Regions from separate parts of the Mus musculus genome. Here regions 1 and 2 are each linked to region 3. Evidence: chromatin contacts called from public Hi-C and promoter capture Hi-C data. All regions are on one chromosome and are shown on one strand. The core of a region is the stretch at or near the end of the contact, and the rest is flanking DNA. Distances in the headings are between cores, read along the strand shown.

Region 1 (2,700 bases), core at 169-2,668, 240 kb before region 3:
AGGCTGTTGGAATCTGATTCCCTATGTTGGAAGATTCCCTTGGCTGTCCCTGCCAAAAAGGATGATCTTAGCAATAAAGGAGAGGAGATACAGTGTTGAACAAACCTATTGGCTCACACAGGATAGCAGAGGTGCAGAAAGATGAGAACCCCGAGGCTAATGAAATCTGAAGCCGTCTGTTGGAGGAGTTCAGGGGTGGGGGGGTGGGTACAAGGGGATGAGTTAGGGAAGCTGGGTTTGTTTGTTTGTTTGTTTTTGTTTTTTTGAGACAGGGTTTCTCTGTGTAGCCCTGGCTGTCCTAGAACTCACTCTGTAGACCAGGCTGGCCTCGAACTCAGAAATCTGCCTGCCTCTGCCTCCCGAGTGCTGGGATTAAAGGTGTCGCCACCACGCCCGGCTTGAAGCTGATCTTTTTGTTCTAATCAAACCTTCAAACAAATTGAAATCCACTCACATGGAGGACAAGCAAACTGACACATCAAATTAACCACACCAGAAGTGCTGTTTGTACATACATTTTATAAGAATTTGCCAGGCGGGTATGCACAAACTCAAGGGCTTTATCTCTACAGCTGTCTTTTTGAAAACTTGCCCATCAGCATTTACTGGCCCAAGAGTTAGGGATATCTTTAGTAAATCTCAGTCAGCCCTTCTTCTAGACAGGGGCCTCACCTGACTTTCTGAGCCTCTGCTCTTCCTTGGTCTGCGTGGAAATCTCTAAGGGCGTCTACCACATCTGTCTTTTCCATCGGTCTGCAGATATGGCTTTTATTACTCAGAGGCCCGATGGCCCCACCAAGGCTGACTGAAGCATTTTCCTAGTTCCTCTTTCTTAGAGTCAGCAGTAGGGAAAATCTGTCCAAATTAGATTTACAGAGAAAACTCCCCCACGCTCATACATCACGTGGCCTGCCCGCTGGGGATGTAGGTCAATGGTATGTATCAGCGTTAGTCTAATATGTGTGAGGCCCTGGGTACAATCAACAGTATCTTCCTAAAGAGAAAAGGCAGCTGCCTACATTGGGGTTCACCTCTGAAACAGTCAATTTCGTCGGACAAAACATGATTTCCTTTGCTACTTTTCAAAAGCCATATGCTGTCACAAAACGGACAAAGACTGAAAACTATTATAGACATTTAGAAGGCAAATAGTCCCTGCCCATTTCCCTAGCTCCCTATCACTGCGAGATGCAAACCCCATCGCCGCCTTCAGGCTGTCCAATGCCCGGGCTTTTACTAGTGTAACAGAGTCCTGGGCTCCCTACCGCTGGTGACACACATCTTGCACAGCGCAAACGCCACGCCCAACCCAACCCTGCCCACAGCGGGAAATTGCCCGAAACTAAAATGGCGCCTTAGGAACAGGCAACCAGATATGGGCGTGTCCTGGGGCGGGGCAATATCCTGCCCCGCCCAGCCAGCACGGCGAAGGGCTGTCCTGCCGAGAGCTAGGTTGGCCAAGCAACGACGCCGGCACATCTGCTCTCCAGGCGTTATGAGGCCCCTGCTTCGGGGTCCGGCGGGAAACGACGATGAGGAGAGCTCGGACAGCACCCCGCTCCTGCCGGGCGCCCGGCAGACCGAAGCGGGTGAGCTGCGGGACCACCGAGTGATTGCTAGTGGCAGCGTTCCTGGCGGGCGGGTGGTTCCCGGCCGTGGGCGCCTTGAAGGAGTGGCTGCGGGGTCGGGGGGACAGGTAGCCGCTGTAGTGCTGTGGGTCGGGACGGAGGTGCCTGTGGCGCTGGCGGGACTGAAGCAATTCAGGGTCGGAGGGGTACCCGATCCGAGTCAATAAGCAAAGGGGCCAAAGTGCTTCTTGCTCCCCTCCAGCGGCCGCCAGGTTTCCGCTTATGCCGGCCTGTAAACATGTGATCTGGTAGCGCCTTGTTGGGGAGGAGAGACAAAAACAAAACAACAACAAAGAAGAGTTAACAGCTGTTGAGTGTGCGGGGGACAGTTGCATAATCCCGCGAATATCTTGTGCTGTAAGACACCAAAATATTGCAGACATTTCTATTTTTTCCTTGTCTATCAGACTGCAATTTAAGTTAGGAAACAGGTTATTCTCAAGATAAGATATCTTTAGCACTCTAAGACAATATGCCGTACTAGAGGTCTTGCAGGTGCTACTTCAAAAAGCATCTTCATTGCGGGGGGGGGGGGGGGGGGCGCATGTTGCACAGAGGTATAGTCCTTGCCTGACAAGGTTCTAGTCTCCATACCCACCATCCCCCAAAACACAAGTATGTGTCTTCACTGGATTTCGCTACACTTTTGTAATGTAGCTTCCTGAAGCTACAGAAAACTAAAGGACAAATCGGCTTGGACACATTCAAGGATATAGGTGTGAGAAAGAATTGAACTGGAAATTTGCCTTTGTTGGCCCGGAACAGTCTTCTGTCGGTATGTCTTTTGTTGACATTACCAAAGAATTCTTTCGTAACTGTTTTAACCATCCTTCCCACTTGTGTGGGTAACTACCCTACTTTCTGACTTTATTCAGACTACTTCTGTTGGCTTTTGGGTGATCTGTTTTGGTTTTGTTTTTATTTTTAGAATAGTTTGTTAGGGAACTGGAAAGATGGCTCAGCAGTTAGAGCACTGGTTGCTCTTCCAGGGGACGAGGGTTCAGTTCCCAGCACCCACATGGAAGCTTACAACCATCCATAACTCCAGCTCAAGAGAGCCAACACCCTCCCT
Region 2 (2,700 bases), core at 33-2,532, 170 kb after region 3:
AACCTTTACCCGTTGGAAATAAATACCAAATCGTGGCACTCCCATATGAAACTATGTTAGGAGGAAAGACTCCCACAAACCAAGAGGAGGCAGGAGACATACCAAGCACACCCTAAAGCTGCACACATCCGGGTAAGGGCTGCACACAGAGTTATGCAATGTTTTGTTTGCTTGTATCTGAAAATCTCCACAGGAAGCTGAAGAATAGAACAAAAGCAAAACTTGCACTCGCAGGCCAGGAAACAAGGCTTCCAACCGTGCAACGCAGGTACAGAAAATTCACCTAGAGGGTGTATAATCAATAAAACTGACAAAATTTACATTACTTCCCTTTGTCCTTATTACCTGTTATCCCTCGTAGAAACCAAGGGTAACTTAAAAGGGGTAATGAATCCCGTTAATTACATCTTAGTTCAAAGAAAAGTCCCTAACAGGAAGGATCTTATGGCTGACCCGGACCAGTAGTGATGCGAAGAGAAGGCGTATTGTCTGGCTAATTTGTGAAAATACGGTGGGCTGGGTACAGCTCCAGCGGCAGCTAATGCCCGTCTCACGAACTCCATGCGACCTCTACTGTTAGGACAGTGGAGCTTGTGCCTCGACGTCACGATGGCTTTCGGCCTTTCTGGAAAACAAACGAACCAAACTAAACCAAAAACCAAACAACAAACCGAACAAACAAAAAACCCGAACGCAGTACAGAGCGGTAAAGCAAAGTCCTATCTTCATCCCAATTTTCTGGACATAACTGAATGTTCAGGATTTGGGAGGAGTGTTTTATTATTGTTGTTGCGTTTTCCCTCGCGCATTAAAAAGATGCCACCATTTTAACACGTGAAAGAAAGGACAGAACCCTTAGCCTTGGTTTTCAGTGTGTCACTTTCACATTCCGATTCAGGGAAGCTGGGGGGCATTCGTTGTAAAGGTATTAGCCTAGCAGTGCACATTATAAAGTTCTTGGACTTTGAGAAACTCAGGATTTTCCAAATTTAGCTACAAAGGGCACGGGAAGCCAACGGAGGGCCGGGTGCATCACACTGTTCTAGGAATTAGCTTTTTACTCGCTTCGGTGTGTCACTTCGGCCACAGAGGGAGACAGACGATTACGGCCCACGGAAGGCCGCGTGAGTCTCGTGAAGCTGGAGATGCGCTGGGTCTACCTTTCGCCGTCCGCTCCGCCTTGGCAGAGGCGCCGACACGCACCGAAGGCAGAGAACCCATCTCGTATGGGACCGCACCGGACACGGGCGCCTGGGCCAGGAGCAGAGCCGGGCCGTAGAATAGACATGGCCGTCGGGGGCGGGGCTTCGGAAGGTTTAACCAATCCAAACTGTTGTATTTTGCATAGCCCCAAAGCATTTTGGTTAACAGTAAAAACATCCTAAATTTAAGTATTTTAATTTAAACTTAGAACGAAGCGAGTATAAAAAGGATTATTTAACCCTAAAACGGATTCAGGATTTGTTATAATATCAAGTACAGTCGGCTACATAAGGTCACCACATGTGTAAAGTTACAAAATTCTATGGCCTTATATACCTACCAAGAGCCTGCTTACTCTCGGATGTGAGGGCGATCTGGCTGCGACATCTGTCACCCCATTGATCGCCAGGGTTGATTCGGCTGATCTGGCTGGCTAGGCGGGTGTCCCCTTCCTCCCTCACCGCTCCATGTGCGTCCCTCCCGAAGCTGCGCGCTCGGTCGAAGAGGACGACCTTCCCCGAATAGAGGAGGACCGGTCTTCGGTCAAGGGTATACGAGTAGCTGCGCTCCCCTGCTAGAACCTCCAAACAAGCTCTCAAGGTCCATTGTAGGAGAACGTAGGGTAGTCAAGCTTCCAAGACTCCAGACACATCCAAATGAGGCGCTGCATGTGGCAGTCTGCCTTTCTTTTGTAGTTCCTGCAATTTAATTTTCGTTTAAAACTTTATTTTATTCTTTAACTTAAAAAAAATATATATTTTTATTTTTTTAATTGGGTATTTATTTCATTTACATTTCCAATGCTATCCTATCCCAAAAGTCCCCCACACGCTTTCCCACCCACTCCCACTTCTTGGCCCTGTCATTCCCCTGTACTGAGGCATATAAAGTTTGCACGACCAAAGGGCCTCTCTTTCCACTGATGGCCGACTATGCAGCTAGAGACAGGAAAAAAATTTTTTTTTAATTAAAAATTTTTTAAATCTTTAAAAATTCTGTTATGTTAATAGATGTAAATAGAGATGTAAATATGTTTAAAAGGTGTGTGTGTGAGAGAGAGAGAGAGAATATGAGTTCAGGTGAAGGTTCCAAGCAGTCGTAACAAAGATTCTGTCTGGGAACAGTTCTACCCCACCTCTCTCTTTCTTCCTTCCTTCCTTCCTTCCTTCCTTCCTTCCTTCCTTCCTTCTTCCTTCCTCTCTCTCTCTCTCTCTCTCTCTCTTGTTTTAAACATTTATTTAGTTACTTGTTTGTTTGTTTCAGGTTTCCTCTGTGTGGCCCTAGCTGTTCAGGGACTTTCTCTGTAGACCAGGGTAGCATTGAATTTAGAGATCTGCCTGCCTCCCAAACTCTGGAAATAAGAGCATGAGCCTATTTACCAGTCCCTGCTTAAATTTATTTATTTAAAAAAATGTTATTAGGACAAATGCTATTACACTCGAAAAGGCAAACACCCAGGACAGGTAGGCTGTAACTTTAAGCTGCTGAAGGAGGAAA
Region 3 (2,700 bases), core at 200-2,699:
GTCCTTGAAGAACGAAATTCTATAGCTGAAGAGAAATTAGCAGTGGACACCAAGATAAAAAGAGGCCAGCCCTCCTTTCTGGTAGGGTATACAGCCTTAGGCATGTGACAGGCATCTCGGAGGCCAGCCAGATCATCAGGTAATGATTAATAACCAAGACCCATGAACCATGGATTAACTAAAATCATGAATCAGCTTGTGGGTGTGTGAGTGAGGTCAGCGAGAATGACCTTGTTGTGGATAAGAGCCCTGTCTGAACTTGGCAGGAAGGATCAGTAATTCTCACTAGCTTGGAAATGACATTGCTAATGGTGACAAAGCAACTTTCCCACAGGAGTAACTGCAGGGACTCACAGGCTGCACTGAGACCTAGAGCAGGCTGGACAGAATGTGACTGGTCACCAGATAAAGTTAAGTGTGAGCTGTGTCCGTCTTCTCTGCCCTCTGGCTCTTGAGTTTTTTAAATCAAAACAGGGCAAAGATTAAGACAGATATCATGCTATTTGCAGGATTTTAATATTAACATGCTTCATCAGATAAAACAAGCAGGGAGCAGTGTGACCTGTTGTGTTTAACTTAGCCTTGAATTTGAGACAATGCATTAATTCTGCAATTTAAGGCTCCTTAAAAAACCATCTCCCTAATTCAGCAGTTTAAAGTCAAACTTTGTTATGAGAGCTGAGAGTTCTGTGGGGTGACTCAGGTAAGGATGGTCATACTGTTTGAGACTCTCAAGTGGTTTTCCCTTCTTTCCTTCCTATCCCTCGATTCCACGTGTGTGTGTGTGTGTGTGTGTGTGTGTAAGAGAGAGAGACAAGAAAGAAAGAAAGGAAGAAAGAAAGAAAGAAAGAAAGAAAGAAGGAAAGAAAGGAAGAGAAAGAAAAGAAGGAGGAGGAGAAGAAGAAAAGAAGAAGAAGAAGATGATGATGAAGAAGAAGAAGAAGAAGAAGAAGAAGAAGAAGAAGAAGAAGAAGAAGAAGAAGAAGAAGAAGAAGAAAAGGAAGAAAGGGAAGAAGAAGGAGAAGGAGAAGGAGAAGGAGAAGGAGCAGGAGCAGGAGAAGGAGAAGGAGAAGGAGAAGGAGAAGGAGAAGGAGAAGGAGAAGAGAAGGAGAAGGAGAAGGAGAAGGAGAAGGAGAAGGAGAAGGAGAAGGAGAAGGAGAAGGAGAAGGAGAAGGAGAAGGAGAAGAGTTCCTATAGAGTTCTTTATAGACGCATGTATGAGGATCATTTACAGGCTCAGAGGAACCTTATCAGGAACTGGCTATATTAGAGGACTCTAAATTTTCAGGAAGGGGTGGGGATTCATTAGTCCCTCTTCCTGATTTGTCACCTTTCTAGTCTATCATGAAACTCTGGTATCTTGGACTCTATGTGTGTCTATGGGAGGGGCTGATCCCTATTGGTCCCTATACTGGGTAAGAATTGTTGCCTTACTAAAGTAGCGTGCACACTCCTCTGGAGCTGGATTGGGAGCTGAGTGGAGAAGAAGCCAGGACTCTCACTAGGTCAGTGTTCTCTCTTATAACCTGTGGAACCTGTTCCCAGGTCTGCAGCACTGCAAACTAGTTTTTCAGCGTTTTATTTAGTTAGCATGCACTGATTGCATAAGATAATTGGATTTATTATGTAATCCTCACCCATGTATATAATAGGCTCTGCTCATATTCAATGTCCATTACGATTGATTTACCTGCATTTGGTTCTGGTTCATATGCATTGCTTTGAGACTGAACATCCAGTAGCCACCTATTGCTCCCCCTCTATTCCTTCTTCGGTTCTCCCTCCCTCCAGGTCCCTTCCTCCCTCCATCTCTCCCTCCTCCAGTCTCCCGTCCTCCTCTTCTATCCTTTCTTCTTCCCTTCTGTTCCTTCCTCCTCTCCTTCTCCTCTTTTTTCCCCTTCTACTTCTGTCTGTCCCCTCCTTCCTGCCCCTCCTTCAGTGTCACTGAGCCAAAGGGTGGGGTTTAACAGATTTGCAGGGGAATCTAAGGGCATGGGATTTAGGATATCGAGGAGTGGGTCTGTCCTGCCCTCTCAGGAAAAATGAAGATCAACAATGTTCTTCTCCTGAACTGCATCCCCAAACCCACAGAGAACTTGCAGATTCCTCTCTCTTAAGAAGTGAAATTCACCACAGACCGTCCCGGGTCCCCTCCGAAACCAGGTTCCCAGCTCGGTTTTCTAGGTCATTTGTGTCTGTCATGTGTTCCCATTGCCTTGATCATTCTGTTGAACAGAGTAGCAGGTTTCATACTTAGGATTTCTACTTTATTACTAGTTTATTATCTAAATACCCAACACAATTTGTATTTTTAAATGGTGAGCCAGAGCAAGGAAGTAGGAAAAAGAAAGTGTGAATCTTGAACCATCTGAGGACCCTGGCTATACCAGGGTTTCCATCCAATACCAGGAAAGAGGCCGTCTACTTATTTCCTTTAGAAACTAAAGAGTATGTAAGAAGATACAGCAGGAATAAAGTCCTTCTGTAGAACGAGGCTGAATGCAAGCTCCGACACTCAGCAGTTATGTGGCCAGTCCTGTACTGAGATTCAAGGCAGTCACAAACATGGAGAAGGCTCTAGGACTCTTGGGTAGCATGCAGCTCTAACTCTGGGAGGTTAGAGAGAGCCACACAGCTCAGCATGGATGTCATGTATAAGGCACTCGTCACCAAGAAGGCTGCAAGGCAGTAGCCTGACCA

The links. A called contact is a pair of places that touch in the nucleus more often than the background predicts. Capture Hi-C pulls out chosen DNA fragments and counts their contacts.
Region 1: a promoter capture Hi-C map of liver shows a contact between it and region 3. The contact joins the promoter of Slc17a5 here to the promoter of Gsta2 in region 3. A contact is called at or near these places in 3 of 39 promoter capture datasets (the HPC-7 cell line, cranial neural crest and neural stem cells), 1 of 115 datasets of contacts at active chromatin or transcription factors (bone marrow-derived macrophages) and 1 of 9 other capture datasets (liver).
Region 2: a contact with region 3 is called in a Hi-C map of liver, with 2.1 times the contacts expected there. The contact joins the promoter of C920006O11Rik here to the promoter of Gsta2 in region 3. A contact is called at or near these places in 3 of 484 Hi-C or Micro-C datasets (embryonic stem cells and liver), 3 of 115 datasets of contacts at active chromatin or transcription factors (all in embryonic stem cells) and 1 of 9 other capture datasets (liver).

Annotation. Positions count from the first base shown.
Region 1 is chr9:78,586,763-78,589,462 of GRCm38.p6, reverse strand. It overlaps Slc17a5 (solute carrier family 17 (anion/sugar transporter), member 5), which reads left to right and starts at 1,418. Exons shown (of 11, transcript NM_172773.3): 1 at 1,418-1,589. The coding sequence starts at 1,496.
Region 2 is chr9:78,174,496-78,177,195 of GRCm38.p6, reverse strand. It overlaps C920006O11Rik (RIKEN cDNA C920006O11 gene), which reads right to left and starts at 1,282. Exons shown (of 4, transcript NR_040401.1): 1 at 1,161-1,282; 2 at 454-625; 3 at 103-197. Rn7sk (RNA, 7SK, nuclear) reads left to right here and starts at 1,563; the gene lies at 1,563-1,894.
Region 3 is chr9:78,345,894-78,348,593 of GRCm38.p6, reverse strand. Gsta2 (glutathione S-transferase, alpha 2 (Yc2)) reads left to right here and starts at 1,449. Exons shown (of 7, transcript NM_008182.3): 1 at 1,449-1,505.